Linked DNA regions of Triticum aestivum: all the other regions are linked to region 2. Evidence: chromatin contacts called from public Hi-C data. All regions are on one chromosome and are shown on one strand. Each heading gives the region's core, a stretch centred on a gene start, on an enhancer-like site or on the middle of the called end of the contact. The rest is flanking DNA. Distances are from core to core; before and after follow the strand shown. Region 1 holds the start of LOC123053560 (anthranilate synthase beta subunit 1, chloroplastic). Region 2 holds the start of LOC123053557 (probable inactive receptor kinase RLK902). Region 3 holds the start of LOC123053556.

Region 1 (3,811 bases), core at 61-2,560, 420 kb before region 2:
GCTTTTGGTGCTCTCTGCTAGTTTTGTCATGTTTTCGTTTGATTAGCTTCTGAATTTTTTCAAAACATTGTATCGTTGGATGTGCAGATTTATTAATATAGAGCGGTGCGAAAACTTGTTTCGAAGTAGGTGTTGGTAGACATGTTGGTTCTATTTAAATTTTGACTGTTGGTGTGTGTATAAAAAAAAATCAGTTGGTTGGTTATTGACGCGGTTACTTTGGCCTCTTAAAAAAAAGTGTTCGGGAGCAAGATTCGATTTCTATAGCCCTTTGAATTGGTGATGAAGGATAGCAAACCTACGCTGCATGGGGTGCTGTCTTAGTTGATGTGCTACTTGATATCATTATTTTTTTTACGGGATATTTGATATCATTGTTAGTGAGTTGTTATTACGGTCTTCAAAAGCTTGCACGGTGAGTACGTTTACAGGTTTCCTTTTTGGTCACTGCACGCTCAGTGTACATTTCAAGCTTCGACGAGCAACGTAAAAGTGAAGGAAAACCTGCTAATATAGTTTTTGATGTAGTTGTACATTTTACACGTTGTCTTCTGTTGTCGTCCTTGGTTTATGTTGCTCGCTGATTTTCTTGATAAACGTTAGATGTAAAATGCCCTTTGTCTATGTTTACTAAAATAATAATAATTTGGTAGTACCAGTAACTATACTGATGCGACGGAGACTTTCGATTTATTATTATTTGTCACGAATTCGAGAGATTCCCCGCTAGTGAGTATTTTATTTAGGAAATCGTTGAGCGGGGGGAGGTGGAGAGAATCCCCACATGTAGATCGGCGATTTACTGTTTATTTCGAGACAATCAGTAGAGGAGGGAGAGATGCCTCACTGACCGTAGCTCCGGCGATAATAGACACAGGTAGGTCGCACAGTGCTGCATTTGGATCACGTGTAGTTTTCTCCTAGGCTAAAATTTGCCACACGAGTAACAATGCCTTCCGGCCATGCTTTCGCCTAGCATCTGATGTTCGTTCTGGTTCCTGTATACATGTGAGCCCCACTAGAGATGGATGAAATGTAAGGAACAACTGAGGCCAAGATCTGACCGATCCGTTCTGAAAATTCTGAATTCCAACATTGGACCACATCACCAGCCGCCTCCCCACCTACCCACCCACCCGCTTCGCCCCCGCGGCGGAGCAGGACCGGCGTCCTCCACCCCGGTTGAGGCCCCCGGGGATCGGCAGCGACGTTTCCTAGTGCGAGACCATGTGCTGTGCGTGCGTTCAGTGCTTTTTATTACACACGGAAACGGCAGAAGCAACGCCTTCCTCGTGCCATGGCAGGCGCCGGGCACGAGTGAGATTCTGACCACGTCGCCGGCCGGCGGACGCACGGCGTTAGTAGGGCCCGTAGAGTTTTACGTGCATAACTAAGCACGACTGAATCTCTTTCCATTTCTTACTGCGCGCGCTGAAGAAAATGGATGTCGTCCTAATCCAATCCGAAATCCCTCCCTTCTACTGTATATATAGCTGCAAGCGCGCAGCTCGCTTTCTCCCGTTCCGTTCCGCGTTCCTGACCCCTACCCCGCCACGGACAAAAACCCAGCAAGCCGCGCGCCTCGGAACCCTCCTCGCCGGCATGGCCTGCTCCCACCTCGCCGCCGCCTCTTCACCGGCGGCCGCCTGCACTACGTTGCGCGCTCGGGCGACGTCCCCCGTCGCCGGCTTCGCGCGCCTTCCGGCCACCCTCCGTACGAACCGCTCATGCCCCTGGTTCTATACATGCCTCTGTTGTTTTCTGCCGGATCTGCCGAATCTCAGATCGATTGGCCTTTGCCCTCGCAGATCCTGAGAGCGGTGGGTTGGCCCTCAGGGGCAGGAGGGCGGTCACGCCGGTGGTTGTCGCCGCCGAGACGGCCGCCGCGGCGCCGGTGGCCGACCGTGACGGAACCCCGGCCGCGGTGAAGCAGCCCATCATCGTCATCGACAACTATGATAGCTTTACCTACAACCTGTGCCAGGTATACATGGTTTCACATGCTCCTGGCCTATTTGCATTCCGGCTGCTTCTGGTCGGTCTGTGTATGCCATATCTTTGCCGGCATAGATGAGTCACTTGGTGGGTTGATCCGGACGTTTCAATGTTCATAGAGTTTTTCCTCCCATGTTTTTCCTTTTTTGCCGTGCAAACTGGTTCGAGCGGAAGTCGCATTCTCGGTTGAGTCAGGCCATATTTTCCAGTCAAAAGTAGTTTTTCCATTTAAAAAGGCAGAACAAGTTTCCACTGCCCTCAAGTATACTTTTCGTAGCATGGAATGTTGTTTTAGGGATTCAGAATTATATATGGTCTGGTACAAGAATTTATCTTGCTATTTTAACCTTATGTGATGTTTTATCACAATGTTCTTTTAGAAGTGTTACACAAATGTATTTCTACATTTGAGAAGCAACATGAATCTGCTAAGCATTTTTCTACATTTGAGAATTAACACGAATCTGCTAAACATGCTGTTAATGCCCAGTTGTTCTAATAAATCCTAACAACAGAGGATAACATTTGGCAACCAAAGTCGCAAGAATGTTTTTTAATTAGAAGTACAAAGTTGGATCCTCTGAAATCTATTCTCAAAGATTTTCCATTTAAAATATGACCTTCTAAGAAGCATTCCTTGTCTGAAAGATCCAAATTAGAATCAAGAATGCATTATTTGGTTAGGTTTGGTGTCTGTTTCAGATGCACGTACTTATGAGACGGTTAAATCTATTTTTCGCACCTTTATTTTAATATGACGTGAACACATGCTATGAGAAAACACGTCTTGCTGAAATTGAGTGTTTGATGCAGTATATGGGGGAGCTTGGATTAAATTTTGAGGTGTACCGTAATGATGAACTTACCATAGAGGAGGTAAAGAGGTATAGTTCTCTGAGCACCACTTCAATTGTAATTTAGTTTCATTCTGGTCCAACTAAAGGGGTTATACCATATTACAACTTTGTTGATGATGTTCCTTTCTTTAATCTTATGTAGGATGAAACCACGAGGAATACTTATTTCTCCAGGGCCTGGTTAGTGTCTCTTACCGAATCTCAGAACAGTTTAAAGTTTCTGACCTTACGAATAACATTCATATTTCTTCTTTAGGTGAACCGCAAGATTCAGGTATATCATTGCAGACTGTTCTGGAACTTGGGCCAACCATCCCAATATTCGGAGTTTGCATGGGTCTGCAGTGCATTGGAGAGGCATTTGGAGGTTAGATTTATCTCTATGGACACATGGTTTTCCATGATCTGTTATTCAGTCTTGCTGATGTTTTTTCTCCTATATGAATATACAGGGAAGATTATCCGCGTTCCTTCTGGTGTGATGCATGGAAAAAGCTCTCCAGTTTACTATGACGAAGTTCTAGGAAAGTCCATATTCGAGGGCTTGTCAAAGTATGATTTCTCAACCATTAAGTAAACCATGGATTGTCGGTTCTAGCTTACATTACATAACAGTTGACTGACACTGCTATTGTGAACATTGAACTGCACACATGTTGTCTTTGCTTCTGTTTTTATGATAACCAGGAGTGCTTTCGAGCTCTATTGTACTTACCTGTTTAGAGCACGCACTTACGTTTGTCTTGAGAAATTTTGTAGCATGTGCCATTCAATGGCGAGTCGAATTTTTAACATATTCAATTAGTATTGATGATAGTATGCTAGTATGGAGGTAGCTTTTTTTTCAACCACGGAAAACAATTCTGTTTGTTTCCTTGTTCAGTCTGGCACTTGTCCAAATTGAGCTTCTGATTTGACATGATCCTCACTTTGATGAACAGCCCTTTTACCGCCGCAAG
Region 2 (4,116 bases), core at 1,112-3,611:
AGGACGGCCCCACCGCACGGTCGGCTTAAAAAAGGACGACCGCCGTCACTGACGAGTGGACCCGAGGTCATAAATTAAGCTGACCAGGTTGGCCACGAGCGGTTGGACGACCGCCAGGTGGGGCCGCGGCGGGCATCGAGAAGGCGCGCGTGGCGTACGTTTCACGTTCGCGCCGACGCATTTGGGGCGCAAATTTGGGCCATAAATGCGTCGGCGCGGACGCGAAGCGGATGAAATTTGGGTTTGGGTCGGCGCGTTGGGCCGTCAATTTTGTCCGCGCCGACCAAAACGGATGCAGGCGGATGAAATGGGTCGCCCCATTGAAGTTGCTCTTAGTTAGTCAAGCCTGTACTGAGAGGAGGCTATAGAAGTGAACTTAAATTTTGTATCACATTTACTTTTTGAAAGTTAAACTTTATTAGTTCAAAAATACTAATAGTTACATCGTCCGTAAGGAGGAGATGTACAATTTCACCCATAGACTCCTCAAACCAATCGTTAGTTGAAGAAAATCTAGCTAACCTAACAAACTCATGAGCAAGTTTGTTCGCTCCTCTATTGCAATGTTCGAAACTAGTAAGAAAAAAAACACAAGCAAAAAAATAACAATCATCAAAACTACCGTTGCCGATCATGCAGAATGTCCTCCATTCTTCATGGTATCAATGATCTCCACAATCAGAATTAATAATGAGATGATTGCAGCCCGCCTTTTGCGCAAGGATTCGGCCGAATCTTAGCACCAGAACTTTAGCCGTCAGGGCATATGCACACCACTCGATTCTCAAATTTCCGCCAACAATAAAATTCCCTTTATCATCTCTGATGACGACGCCATGCCCCTAAGCATGTCTTGATCAAAAGATTCATCAATATTAAGTTTTGCAAACTTCCTAGGAGGCCGAATCCATTCATCTCTTTTACTTGTAGCATTAGGGGAAAAGGCAATAACGTAATTTGTTGTTCGAGCATGAATCCCCATAGAAATTTGATACGCATCTTAAGCTGTTCCCTCATGAACCGGTTTACACCTTTCCTATCACAAGAACCAAGCTGTAATGGCTATCAATTCACGAGCATTCTGGAGACCCGAAATGGAGAAATCTTGGTCTGGTAGCAGAAGTAAGAACTCAATGACAGCCTCACATGCACAATCTTTCACAGGCTCTTTTAATCACTTCATCCATCTCGAGCCTACTCCATATGTCCTTAGCTTTCTGGCACTGAAATAATAGGTGCTTTGTACCTTCTGGCCTATGAGAAGAAGATGGGCATTGGGGCGACACTCTCAAATGTCTATTGGCAAGTGTAACACGATAAGGGAGAGTGCCATATGACGTGCGCCAAATAAAGATTTTAATTTTTGCCGAACAAGATAATTTCCAATGTTAGATCAAATAGGATTAACATCAATTTGTCTCGTACCATTAGTATGTCGAAGTTTACTCCCGTGTTGGTAGTCCCATTCCGGAAAATAAGCTGATTGAACAATGAACTTCTTTTTTGTAGCTCAACGATATAAAATCTGACATATCATCCAAAGAAAGAGAAATCTCAAGGACGCGCTGAGCATTAATTGAGCATAACATTTGTCTCACCAGGTCGATCAATAAGATCAGAGAACCTTGACAGAGGTGTCCCCCCTTGGAGTAATAATGTTCCTATTATGGCAATTTGGGATTCATTCATCTTCCTAAATATCAATATTTGATCCATTGCCCACTCGCCAGATATAACCATGCTTTAAAGAATTGACTCCCCCCATAATACTTTGCCAATTAAAAGAGAATCCCTTTTTTAAGTTTGCATTCACCATCGAGAAAATACTTTGCTCTTAAATTATGTACCCCATGGTTGCAAAATATGTCGACAAACGAAGAACGCGATGTGACTGACTCTGACCACCATTGGCTCTCGGCTATTCCTAGTTCTTTTGGCCGTTTGGCCAATTCGATTCTGCACTTACGAAGGAAATGCACGTTCCTAGCTCAGCATTGCTCAGAAGTCTTTTTTTTTTCCTTTTGAAGAAGAAGAAGAAGAAGAACCATGTATTCAGCATTGCTCAGAAGTTACTCGTTCAACGGACGGTAACTGACAGACGATCATCACACACTCGCTCCAATTTTTCCTACACCCGACGCCATCATGACATTTACAGGCCACCACACAACGCTCTCGACAGTTACGGCTCCGGCCTCCAGGGACCGGTTTACTTCGTCGCGCACGGCTGCACGACGCCGTCCACGTCCACAGCTCCACACATCATCGAGTGAACCGGTCCACGAAGCGAACTGCGCCGGGGATATGTCAGCAGGAAAATGGCCAGGGATTCGAGTTCATCACATTGGCCTACAAAGCAGTGGATCTCAAGAGCAGCAGCTAGCAACAACTGCCCAAAATTCAAACATGCAACTATTTTCGCTGATCCTTTTCACGCACTGTTGAGTTGAGTTGTACTCCAGATCATCGAACTATTCTCGTGCCGTCAGCGTCAACTGGACCAGGAGTAGGATCGGCGACCGCGGGCAGGCGTGCGATCTCGGCCGTCCAACGTTTTATCGAACGGCCGACAACAGTCGGACCAAGAATGTGGTTGCGGATTTGCGACATCGTTTTGTGGAAGTGAGTCCGCCCGCCCTCCTCAAGTCTTCTTCCCCTTGTCGCCAAACGAGCCATTTGTGAAGCTTCTTTCCGATATTCTGCTTTCTTGTTTCGTCCCTCCCCACCTCTCCTCTCCCTCACATGGTGTGATCGACCAAGGGGCCACCGCAGCCATGCCTCCGCCGGTAGCCGCCGCGCTGGCGTTGCTCCTCGCCGTGGCCTTGGGCGCGGCGCGCGCCGCCGACGACCTGGCGTCCGACACCGCGGCGCTGCAGGCCTTCATCGCGCCCTTCGGGTCGGCGTCCGTGTCCTGGAACGCGTCCCGGCAGACGTGCTCCTGGACCGGCGTCGTCTGCTCCGGCGGCCGCGTCACGGGGCTCCACCTGCCCGGCGACGGCCTCCGCGGCTCCGTCCCCGTCGGCGCGCTCGGCGGCCTCACCAGGCTCACCGTGCTGTCCCTGCGCTTCAACGCGCTCTCCGGCCCGCTGCCGGCCGACCTGGCCTCCTGCGTCAAGCTGCGGGTCATCAACCTGCAGTCCAACCACTTCTCCGGTGAGCTCCCGGACGCGATTCTCTCCCTCCCGGCGTTGACGCAGCTAAACCTCGCTGAAAACCGGCTCTCCGGGAGAATACCGCCCGCCATTGCCAAGAGCGGGAAGCTGCAGCTGCTCTTCTTGGAGGGCAACCTCTTCACCAAAGAGCTGCCGAACGTCGACATACCATCCCTCTTGTCTTTTAACGTCTCCTTCAACGACCTCACCGGCGAGGTTCCTAAAGGCTTCGGCGGCATGCCCGCCACGTCTTTCCTCGGCACGACACTGTGTGGCAAGCCCCTCCCGCCGTGTCGAACACCATCTACCCAACCACCGTCCCAGCCTCCCACGGTTGCCCCCGAAGCCGCGGTCGCGGGAAACAGCCGCGGGCGAGGCCGGCGACACCTCGCCGGCGGTGCCATCGCGGGCATTGTGATCGGCTGCGCTTTGGGCTTTCTGCTTATCGCCGCCGTTCTGGTCCTTGCCTGCGGCGCCCTCCGCCGCAAGCCAAGAAGAACCTACCGCAGCCAGGACGCCGTCGCGGCGGAGCTGGCCCTGCACAGCAAGGAGGCAATGAGCCCGAATAGCTACACTCCACGGGTCTCCGACGCGCGGCCGCCTCCGCCCGCTTCAATGCCGCCTCCGGTCGCCCCTGTCTCCGTGGGGCGGAAGAAGCTTTTCTTCTTCGGGAGGGTGCCGAGGCCTTACGATCTAGAGGACCTGCTCCGCGCGTCCGCCGAGGTGCTTGGCAAGGGCACGTACGGTACCACGTACAAGGCCGCGCTGGAGACGGCGCCGGCGGTGGCGGTGAAGCGCCTCAAGGAGACGTCGCTGCCGGAGCGCGAGTTCCGGGACAAGATCGCGGCGATCGGTGGGCTGGACCATCCTAACGTGGTGCCCCTGCAGGCCTACTACTTCAGCAAGGACGAGCGGCTCATGGTGTACGAGTTCGTCGCCACGGGCAGCCTCTCCTCGATGCTTC
Region 3 (3,824 bases), core at 422-2,921, 320 kb after region 2:
GTGTCCCATCTAGTGCATTTCTTGATTTACAGGAATTCTTTATCCCATGCTTGTTCAAGACTCGGGATGTTGCTTCCTGTTTAATTCTGCATAATTGCTATTTGGTTCAACTATTATTACAAGAGTATTCTGGACCATGGAAACTGGCAGCCAGTGACCTAGTTCGTCTTCTTGTTGATTGCAAACTGAGCAACCAAGCAAGTACAAATAAAAAATGAAGGTGTTTCCAAATTTTGAACTTGAATCATTTCAAAGTGTTTTGGTTGTTTTTTATTTGGCCTGGACTTAAATTGATGTTGTAGGCCATCTGCCCCCCTCTTATATGCATGTTGAAGCTTGTTCTAAAAAAACTTGGAAGTGTTTCGTGAAGTGTCTATGCTTGCTTCATGACTGTTAATTCTTGTTGGAGTTCTTCATTACACTGATACTGTGATGGTACTACGGTTGTAGGCTGATGCCGAGCTCATCATCCCTAGGCTAATGATGAGTATTCACGACTGTTAATCCTGTGTGTATATGCTTCAAGGCAGCCAGTGTTCTTAGTTCATTTTCTTTTCTTTTGTTGATCACTGACCGAGCAACAAAACTAGTATAAATAAATAAAAATGAATAGACAGGTTTCCACATTTTGAAATTGAACTGCCTTCATGTTTGCTTTCATGTTGGTTTGTCGACCTTGGTTGGTATTGTAAATTCTGCTTTCATGTTTTGGTGGTTTGTGGACATTGGTTGATATTGTAGGTAGAATTCTAGGGAAGAAAAACAAAACCATTTCTTATTCTTGTTGGAGTTCTTGATAGATACTGTCATAGGCTGACGCGTAGCTTGTTATCCCTAGGTTGATTTGTTAATCCTCTGTTGCGTATAAGCTTGAATCCTTCATCTTTGATTTGTGAAATCCTTGGGAAGTCGGTTTGTTTAACTTGACTTGATATTGGAATTCAAGTTTACTATGGATATTCTGGATATGTTTTGCTCCATGACTATACTCTGGTTGGTAGTGATTGATGCGCTAGTGTAGTAGTGTTGTCTGCCTCTTTGGTGGTTTAAATTCGAGCGCTAATGTATGTGCAGTTGTGCCGTTGTTGTACATTTGCTCTGCGCTATTCGATATCGCTGGGTTGCAGTTCTGTTGCATTCTCATCCTGCCACGATTCGTCTAGCTCGTATTTGGTTAATCTGATTCGATGCGATTAAGCGGAATTTCAGCGGCTAGAACCTCCTGAGCTTGGCTACTCTGCATCCGAGCAAAGCTTGGTAGTGCCGGCCAGGCTAGGGAATCTGGGGAGTGCGGCCATCGTGCCATCCCTCGACCTCCGAGTTGGTAGAGGTGTCTTCGCTGCGTGGCCGGTGGGACTGGGAGAACGCTCAGGCTCAGCCAGCGAGTGTGGGGTTGCCGACCCCGACAGTTGGTCAAACGCCCGCCCTGGGCACAAATCGACGGACAATCGGGACCACGTGCACAAACACACACAATGGAAGTCTAGTTCCATCTTGCTCTTCACTGAAATCTGGACTAGATAAGCTACTGGCTAATCTCACCCTGGATCAGATCGCAACCCTAGTCAGCATGAATTCACACAAACAACCGAACAAAGTGTAGGCCGAGTATTATACCTGGAAACCAAAGCAAAACAAAAGGTTTTGTCTCAAAAGTTGCTCCCACGAATTCCAGGAGCGGCAACAATCGCACTCACTCACCACCCCTTCTCTTCCGGGCAAGGCAAACCCCAAGAAACCCCAACCCAACCGGCCACCACCACCTCCCGTCCCGACCCCGAGACAGACACCTCCCACTCGCGGCCATGCCCCCCTGCCACCGCCGCTGCTGACCTGACCACCCAGCCGTCCGCGCCGCGACCGGTCAACATCTATCTAGCCGGAACATCCATCTCAAGCAACATGGACCCGGCCCAGGAGGAGCTCGAGCGCCGCAGCCGCTACCTCAGCTCGCTCGTCCGCCGCACCAGGCTCGACGACCCGCCCCAACCGGAGCCGGAGCCGGAGCCCAAGGTGGAGCGCAAACCGGCGGCGGAGCCCAGCGGCGGGGAGGGCAAGGCCGCTAAGCCGGAGACCAAGGAAAGGGAGGCGGCGAAGGTCAAAGGGGACGCCGCGAGCGGGGAGGGGAGGAAGGTGGCGGTGCGGGTGCGCGCGGCGGACATGCCGCTGGCGCTGCAGCGGCGCGCGATCTGGATCGCCCGCGAGGTCGTCCTCTCCACGCCGCGCCTCGAGAGCAAGCGCCTCGCGCTCGCGCTCAAGAAGGTACACTAGTACCACCACCCCCTGCTTCCTTCTTCCCTTTCGAATTTGTCTTTCTAGCCGTGCTGGTCCTTCAATCAGATACTAGATCAGCAGTTTTCGTGGAGTCCAAGCTTGTTTATAGAGCATTAATTGCTGCAAACGACCACATAATGGAGCAGGATTGATGTGTAAAACGAACAATCGCATTTAAAGGGCCGGGGAGCAAGATCTAGCCAGAGCTTGATCCTAGCATTATGTTCTTACTAGCTAAAATGGCTGTGCGCTTTGGATAGTTGTGCGTTTGAGAGCGAGTGAGCTGTCATGCTGAACGTAGTTTGACGGAGAAGATGAAATGGGAGGCAGAGCGCTGTTGTTGCCAGATCAGATTGTTCGATGTGTTCATTTATGGGATGTGGTCCACCATATTGCTGAAAACAATACTGATTTGTGAGATACTGAAAGCTCAGAGGGCATCCGAGGAGGATAGTTATACTCTGCTCTGCTGCCACATGTAGTTTACTACTAGTAGTTGCAAGTTGGAACCATGTTATGAGTAGAACGTGTATGCTATCTCTAAGCATGCTGTAGGAACCGAATGGGATGCCGATGCAGAGCTCTTGACTTTGCGCAACATGGGGGTTGCAATCTTGTGGAGCTAACTTGACAAGTTGGTTTTGTAAATCTGCTCTCTGTGTGTGCTCTGTGATGTATGTTGACAGAATTGTCAATTATAGCTGTCGAGAACTACAAGTGACATGGTCAATAGCAGGATGAGGATTGTAGGTAGAATAAGGTATGCTATTGGTGGCAAGTGGCTTGCTGACATGGCTCCACTGGAGCCTTTATTACTTCAATCATTATGTAGTTCTAGGGTCATCTCATTAAGTAATCAAACAGCTGAGATCACCTGAGTGTGAGTGAGCAGTTTCTCATGGTCGAGCGATGCTTGATCTCAGCTGTTAACTCCATCATCTGATGGCTCCTGTAAGTTCAACTGAGAACTAACATATTTCTTTAAGTTGGAGCATGGATCCTGAAATTGGAAACCTTGATATGAGCTTATGAGTTGGGCACTACTCTTTAAGTTGGAGCATTGATCCTGAAATTGGAAACCTTGATATGAGCTTATGAGTTGGGCACTACTGATTTTGTGTTCATTTCGGTTAGTTACTATTCCTAATTGTCATTTGTTGATGTCCTTATCTGCAATATCCTGGTATGTAAATTAGTAATTGCTTGCTTATGAACAATAACTTGGCAAGCGAGGGCATTCACTCTGTCTTGCCTTTGACCGTCCGATTTAAAACTTTGTGTGAGTAGATGTCAGTGCAAGCACAAACAAGCTTCATGCATTATCTCCCCCACTTTGAACACACCAGTGTTGTATTACAGCTTTTGAGCCATTGTTTTATTCCCCTTTTCTGTATGCATGATGAAAATGGGAATACTCATATAACATGCTACTTACAGACTGCAATAAATGATCGCCAAGTATTTTCAGTACCCACCTAAAAAATTGTGTGCTTTCAGTATGGCAGAGAAACTTTCATGTTGGTTCTGTACATAATCCAGGGTGTTTGTAA

Evidence for each region. Hi-C and Micro-C count contacts between places; a contact is called where the count stands out from the background.
Region 1: a Hi-C map of leaf shows a contact between it and region 2, with 8 times the contacts expected there. The contact joins the promoter of LOC123053560 here to the promoter of LOC123053557 in region 2. A contact is called at or near these places in 3 of 5 Hi-C or Micro-C datasets (all in leaf).
Region 3: a Hi-C map of leaf shows a contact between it and region 2, with 7 times the contacts expected there. The contact joins the promoter of LOC123053556 here to the promoter of LOC123053557 in region 2. A contact is called at or near these places in 3 of 5 Hi-C or Micro-C datasets (all in leaf).

What each region holds. Positions count from the first base shown.
Region 1 is chr2D:422,006,390-422,010,200 of IWGSC CS RefSeq v2.1, reverse strand. LOC123053560 (anthranilate synthase beta subunit 1, chloroplastic) reads left to right here and starts at 1,310. Exons shown (of 8, transcript XM_044477027.1): 1 at 1,310-1,714; 2 at 1,809-1,984; 3 at 2,809-2,879; 4 at 2,995-3,032; 5 at 3,109-3,219; 6 at 3,305-3,404; 7 at 3,794-3,811. The coding sequence starts at 1,441.
Region 2 is chr2D:421,587,547-421,591,662 of IWGSC CS RefSeq v2.1, reverse strand. LOC123053557 (probable inactive receptor kinase RLK902) reads left to right here and starts at 2,361. Exons shown (of 2, transcript XM_044477024.1): 1 at 2,361-4,116. The coding sequence starts at 2,775.
Region 3 is chr2D:421,268,789-421,272,612 of IWGSC CS RefSeq v2.1, reverse strand. LOC123053556 reads left to right here and starts at 1,671. Exons shown (of 2, transcript XM_044477023.1): 1 at 1,671-2,262. The coding sequence starts at 1,903.